2 separate regions of the Mus musculus genome follow, and region 1 is linked to region 2. Evidence: chromatin contacts called from public HiChIP or PLAC-seq data. All regions are on one chromosome and are shown on one strand. Each heading gives the region's core, a stretch centred on a gene start, on an enhancer-like site or on the middle of the called end of the contact. The rest is flanking DNA. Distances are from core to core; before and after follow the strand shown.

The links. HiChIP or PLAC-seq counts read pairs in DNA pulled down with a chosen protein or histone mark.
Region 1: an H3K4me3 HiChIP or PLAC-seq map of the SCID.adh cell line shows a contact between it and region 2, with 14 read pairs. The contact joins the enhancer-like site here to the promoter of Pou2f1 in region 2. A contact is called at or near these places in 6 of 39 promoter capture datasets (the 3T3-L1 cell line, cranial neural crest, embryonic stem cells and 3 more), 3 of 15 datasets of contacts at CTCF or cohesin (CD8 T cells, the G1E-ER4 cell line and embryonic stem cells), 29 of 484 Hi-C or Micro-C datasets (8-cell embryo, the C2C12 cell line, the HPC-5 cell line and 11 more), 22 of 115 datasets of contacts at active chromatin or transcription factors (the HPC-7 cell line, the SCID.adh cell line, Th17 cells and 8 more) and 3 of 9 other capture datasets (adipose tissue, liver and pancreatic islet).

Annotation. Positions count from the first base shown.
Region 1 is chr1:166,101,521-166,104,782 of GRCm38.p6, forward strand. The region is part of intron 5 of Dusp27 (dual specificity phosphatase 27 (putative)); the gene reads right to left. Among named protein-coding and RNA genes, the nearest start is that of Dusp27, 25 kb to the right of the region's middle. Within about 2 kb of position 1,876, at least 24 of the 459 cell types and tissues checked have an H3K27ac peak or open chromatin away from gene starts, as enhancers often do. A contact at or near this core is called in the SCID.adh cell line, bone marrow-derived macrophages and double positive thymocytes, where this site is marked.
Region 2 is chr1:166,000,867-166,004,276 of GRCm38.p6, forward strand. Pou2f1 (POU domain, class 2, transcription factor 1) reads right to left here and starts at 1,768. Exons shown (of 16, transcript NM_198932.3): 1 at 1,696-1,768. The coding sequence starts at 1,756.

The sequences.
Region 1 (3,262 bases), core at 626-3,125, 100 kb after region 2:
CAGGACTTGTCCCACGGACATCAGAGAGGGTGCCCTGCCCCCACTGCTGTCACTTCTGAAACACTGGGGTTCATTTCTACCTTCTCCCCACAAACTCGTGAGAGGAGAAATAAGGAAGTGGGGTAGGGGGGCAGAAGATAGGAGCTCAAAGCTGGAAAGTTCCCTTTACAGCATCCTGTAAGCCACACCCCCACCATCGGGGCCCTGCAGGATGCTGACAGCAATGGGAACTCATGGGCTCACAGATCCACAGACACACACACCTCCTTCCATGGGGCAGATCTAACTTTTGGAGAGTTCTTTCATTTATTTGGGTAAAGTATAGCCTACTGCCTCCAGCGCGTCTATGCTGATGTTCTGGGATCAACCACAAACTCATCTGTATGAAGCAGACCCTTTGTACAAAGGCCCTTACAAAAATCACTATCATATTTGTTTTGCTTTGTTTTGGTTTTCTGAGTCTTTTAAGCTTTTCCCTCCTGACTATAGCCACCCTCTCCCTAATATTAAATCAAAACATTGAACTATTAGTTAGTTAGTTTGTTTTCATGAGGAATTGTTTCTAGGATAGAACAAGGTATTTCCAGTTTAGACAACTCACATAGAGTAGGTTCCCTCATCATTTGTCCTGGACACCTAGCCTTCACTCATGCCATCTGTATTGATCATTTTTCACTACTATAACAAAATACCTGAGGCAGGTTACTTTATAAAGAAAGTAAGGGTTTTTTTAGGGGGAGGGGCTATTATGATTCTGAAGGTGCATCATTTAGAGGTTGTATCTAATAACAACCTTTCTGATGGTAGAGTCCTGAGGCAGTCGCAGCAGAGGGTAAAAGACGTAAAGTGTGTGTGTGTGTGTGTGGGGGGTGCGCTCACACACACACACACATACACACGAACACCACACACACATGCACATGTGCCCCTAATCTCTGTCTCTTAAAAAGCTACAAGAAGGGCGTGGTGGTGCATGCCTTTAATCCCAGCACTTGGGAAGCAGCGGCAGGCAGATTTCTGAGTTCGAGGCCAGCCTGGTCTACAATGTGAGTTCCAGGACAGCCAGGGCTCCACAGAGAAACCCTGTCTCGAAGAAAAGAAAAAAAAAAAAGCTACCAGGATTAAGTCGTGAGGCCTCCATCCTAACGACCTTATCTGATCCTCTCTTAAATGCTGCATCTTCAAACTCTAGTGTTAGACCAGTTTCCACCCTCTCATTGTCTAAAAACCAACTGGGGTTAATTTTCAGGTCAGGAAACCCTGGGAGGGGGCACTCGGCCATCTAAACCATAGCATTGCTTGCAGTGAGGATAACAGGTCAAACAATGACCTTAAATTCTTCTATATCAACTGAAATCTATAAAACTTGGAAAAAATTCCACCTGCCACTAAGTCATGTCTCTCATCTTGTAGTATGTTTTAAGCATAAGGATAACATCACAAATCCCTACGGATACTTTTGGTCTATGTGGTCTGTTCTTCCAGCCTACAGAAGCTTCCGGAAGTCTCAGCTGTACCATTCAGCAGACATGTTGTCCCCTGGCCTCCCCTTCTGCTTTGCATCTTTCATAAATGTGACAGACACTCTGTCAGTACCTTCATTCTAATGGCTGTTTAAGATGCAGCCTGAGACCCCTGGAGACCTTCTTCCTGGCTGCCATCAATCTATTTGCCAACAGCCTTTGGAGATGTTTGCTAAATCGGCAGGAGTCCTAGCTGATAATAGGAGCTGGGGATGATTCCTTTATTATTATATATTTTTTTTGCGCCAGTAAGGCCATGCCTTTGTCACAAGAGGTCAGAGACTGAAACCTACAAGGACCCAGGGCCCAGGGAGGCTGCTATTGCCAGGAGGCAGCAGCCACTAGAGGGGGTAAGTGAGCAGAGCCAAAATAATAAAGGCCTCTGTTTCCTGTTCAGCCCTTCCCACCACACCTGGGCCTCACCGAAGGACCTTTTTCTTAACCTTCGTGCAGGGTCACAACCTCTGCTGTTAAGATCAAGATCCTGCACTTGTCCTTTGACAAGCCAGCTCACTTTCAGGACGGTACTGCCTAGTGTTCGTCACGAGGGCGTCGAATCCTGCCCTAGCAGGAAGCAGGCTAGCAGAAAGCAGGCCAGGAATGGGGGCAAGTCTTTCTTTGCTGTGTCCTTTGCTCCTGGGCTTCTTCTGCAGAACCTGAGGGAAGCAGCCTGAAGGACAAGGAGAGACAGGGGGAGCTGGGCCTTAGGGTTTCCACTCGCTTCATCCAAGCAAGAGCAGGATTGTTCTCTTTCCTCTCCTATGTGCAGGGGCCACAGGCAACGGGATCACTCACAGGACAGAACTTGTCTAGCATATGGGAGGACCTAGCCACAGCACCAGGCAAGAGGCGCTGAGCAGAACTTCAGCGGGCACCCTCCATGACGAAGTAAAACAACTGTATCATTAAAGCAAGGCAGGAAGACAGGGAAAATTGTGGGGACAGGGGAATGGGGATGAGCCCCACCCCCACCCCGTTGAAGCCTCTCACCAATGGGGAGCAAGAGTTCCAGCAACTAGGTAACAGTGCTGCAAAGATGGCCCTCATAATGATAGCATTCCTTTCATATATGGACATTTTGTTACAACAGCAATGATATAGGTTTAAGGCCTGGATGTGTGTGACCTCGGACAGGTTTCATTTCTCTCCCTGACATTTTCTGGGGGATCTCAAACAAGTCTATGAACTTTGGTTATAGTGAAGACGCTTAACTTCCCGCATCCCCAGCGATCCAGAGTTTGACCTTATCAACAGCCATCCTGTCCGGTGCCCTTCAGGAACCACCCTGAGGTCTCATTTAAACTTGAAATCCTTTAAAGATAATAGCTCTGGAGCCCTACCAGAACGGCGTGTGTGGCTACTGTGAAGGCAGCCAAGTGGCTCTCTGTCGCGGCAGCCAATGCCTATGCTCCTGGGGTGCCCCGCTTTCTTCTTAAGCTCCTCTCTTTCTATCAACCCCTGTTTTGAAATGTGCTAAAAATGTCTTTTAATAAACACCAAGCCTGCCTCATACTGGCTCATCCTGAAATCCTTTTGTGTCAAGGATCTGGTTGTACCTCAGAGGAGGTCCCCAAAAGATTAAGGGAGAGCCTCAGGCTGATGTGGGTAATGGTATGGAGCTGTGCCTCTGTCCCCGCCACCACTGACAGGATGAAAACTTTCTATCGATAAAATGGCTCCAGGAAGATGGCCAACGTACACAGTCATCACTTTGTTTAGCAACTGGGATGATTGGGGGG
Region 2 (3,410 bases), core at 518-3,017:
CTGATGCTTAGCTCGGAGCTGTTTTTATGCTGGAAGGTCCCCAAGAGGATGTGTTTTGCCTGCGGAGGAGGGGACTCGAGTGGCAGTTGATGGGGGAGTCATTTTGGTTATTAGTAAATAAATCAAGCAGCAGAGAACAGGGCCTAGGCAACTAGGGCAGTCCAGGCCTAGTTCTCTCCTTGTCTTCCCAGCACAGACTGGGTTTGATCTCAGAGTCCTGTGGATTGCCAAGGAGGAGGAGAAGGAAAAAAAAAAAAAAAGAATCATATCGAACCACAAAAGCACATGGGGCGAATGTAAAATATAAACACGGCGTTGGGCTGTGAGTGGCTGTTATTAAAGGTCTGAATTACTAAACATGAGAGGCGGGGAAAGCCAGGCGGCCATTTCAAGAATATAAACCTCCCTGAATTAGACATTATTCAAATGAGAAGCAAGTAGAGAAGACCCAGCACGCAGCTAGAAAGCACTACCACACACAGTCAGGGAGGGGGATCTCCGTGTCTAGCCACCACCCCCGCTCCCCGCAGTACAGGAGAAATCTAGAATATGATCAACTTGTCAGGCCAGCCCTTTGAGGGCAGGAGGGCAATCCTTTACGGTCCAGTTCTCGGGTGACCTCCGAGAGCTCCGAGGCCTCAGAGCGAGAGGGTCCCCAAGGCTACCAGCGCGTGGGGGGGGGGGGATGTGCGCGGAGGAGCTACCAGACCCCGCGAGCACCTCCAACCCAACTGTCCCGCGCGACCCACAGCAGCGCGGACCTCTGGGTGAGGGCCCGGGACACACGGACAACCGAAGCCATTTCCACGGAGGGGAACTTCCCCGAGGGTTCCTCCCACCTAGCCCAGCCTCCAAAGGGTCCGGGGGACCCCAGAGCGAGCTCACAACCCGAAGGCCAGCTCACAGGGCCCACGCCACGCTGCCCCTAACCAGAGACACGGACTGGCTGGGGTCAGGCCGCTGCCCCGGGCACGAGCAGGGCGCGGCTGAGGGGCCCCGGGCCGTGACCCCCGGGCTCGGCCCCACGCGGACCCCCCGCACGGCCGGGGGCAGGGCACCACTCCCCGGTGCGTCCCGCAGCGAGCAGCGTTCCCCAGCCCGAGCCCGCGCCGGCTCCCAATCCTGGGGGGGCGCCGCGCGGGTGTCCGGCCACCGGGGTCCGCTCGGGCCCCGCCGCCCACCGGCATTGTGCTCGCCGCCACCTCTGGCCCCTCCACGCCCCCCCACCGCCCGTCCAGGTCTCCCGCCCGCACCCCGCCGCGCCCCGCCAGCCCAGCAGCTATGAATATGTAAAATGTCTTTATTGTCCTCTCCCGGTGCCCCGGCCCCGCCGCCTGCCGTGGACCCGCTTAGATTCGGGCACCGTGCGAGGAGGCGGCGGCGGCCGGCGGAGGAGGAGGGCCGGTGCCGGCGGGCGGGCCGGCGCGGCAGCCGCGGGGTGGGCCGGGGGCAGGAGGAGCGCGGTGGCTCACAGCCCCCTTTGCCCCGGGTCTTCTTCCCCCTCCGCCCGGCCGCTCCGAGCTCCTTTTCCCCCTCCGCTCGGCGCCCAGAGGGGGCTGTGTTCCCCGGCCCCCCATCTCCTCGCCGTTAATTATAATAATCCTGAGTACTAATAAATTATGCTAAGTCGCGGGGGGGGCAGCGGGAGCCCGGCTCGAGTATGAATATGAATATGTAAAATGCTGTAATGATTACCTGCTGCTGCTGCCGCCGCGGCTGAACTCTCATCTTGACTCGCTGCTCCTCCGTCCGCCATTTTGAATATTTTAACCAAAATCGCCCGGTCGATAAACCCTCCCTCGCTCCCGCTCCCCTCCCCCTCCCGCCCTGCTCGCCGCCTCCCTCCTCTCCGCACCCTCCCGTTCCTTCCTCTCCCGAGGCGCGCGCCAGGGGGCGCCCGAGGCCGGCGCTGCTCTCCGCCGGCCCCCTTGGAAGAGCTCCACCCCCCTGCGCGCGCGGTGCGCACGCGCGTCCAGGCTGCAGGGACCCCGCCCCCTCAGGCTTCTAAAGTGCCCCCTAACCTGCCAATCATCTCTTCCTTGTTTTGTTTTTTTTTCTTTCCCCCTCCCGTCCGCGCCGCTGTGCGCACGCGCAGTTTTCTCCACGCGCCGGAGAGGTAGGAAGCGCATGCGCGTCTCTTCGCCCCCTCCCTCCCCCCGGGAGCGCGGCTTCACCCCAAAGTGTAGTATGTCAAGTGCTTGTTTACGTCTCGGGATGGGCTTCCCGTCTTCCGTGTTAGTCCCCTCCCGGATAAGTTCGGGGTTTCCACGGCGGTACTGTAAAAGGGCAACATGCCCGGCGTCTCGCCGCGAGGACACGCGTGAGGGACTAGCGAGCGCTCCACGGCCGCGCACTTTTTCAGGACTCCCTCGCAGTTGACTGCGACAATGGAGGGGACCGCTCCCCGCCGAGGTAATTTCCGGCCCTGTGTGCAGGTGGGGGCGGAAACGCCCTCGGCGGGCAACGGGCACGAGGCACCTGCTGGGCCACGCGCGGACGTCCCGCTTTAAATTTGAATCCGAGCTAATCCCCGCCCCGCGCCTCAGCCCACGCCGCAGATTCGGGGCGGGGCCGGCGGGCGGACTCCTGGGGGCGTGTCCTGGCGGCTCTAATTAGCCAGGCAAAGAGTCGCCTCCACTTGTCGCGCGTGCCCGGCCCAGCCTCTGTGGGAGCGGCCGTCCGAGTCGCCCGGACGCCCTTGCACGCGCCCACCCGTGCGAAACAAACAGACCCCATCTGCGTAGGGATTCTTTTTTCTTTTTTTTTTTTTTTCTTCTGGAGCACCTTTTAAAGGCTAATTGTAAACTGACCTGATTAAAACCATGCAAGTTGGCAATAGCGCCAACGGTTACGAATTCTCTTTGCTCTGTCGTTCAGTAAATACGATCGCGGGGGGCGGGGGGTGGGGGTGGTGATATTCCTCTTGTGACCATCTTCCTAAGTAATTAGCCAAAATATTGCCCAGATTGCTCCTTTATTGCAAAAAAAAAAAAAAAAAAAAAAAAAAAAAAAGGCCTGGATGAAGACCCAAATCTATTTTACTAATTCTTGACAAGTCCCAAGATTTTCCTAAAAAAATTTCTAAGGATAAAAACAAAAATATTGTGTGGTAAGAATAAATAGGTCCTAGGCTGTCCTTGAGAGGGGTATTCCTAAGTTTCAACTGGGTAAAACTGCAGGTTCTGCACACACACACACTCACACACACACACAGCCCTAAACACCCTAAATAAACAGATCCCTACCTGGAAGCAATTATTTTAGCGGTTAAAGTTTTCATTGTGAGCCCGAGGTTGCTTGTTGAATTCTTTACTCTGCACAAGTACACCTAAAACTGTCTGTCTGTTACAGCTAGTGATTTGAGGTGAGATTGATTTATTCGAAGTAATTAAGCCTTAGGGTGTGCACAT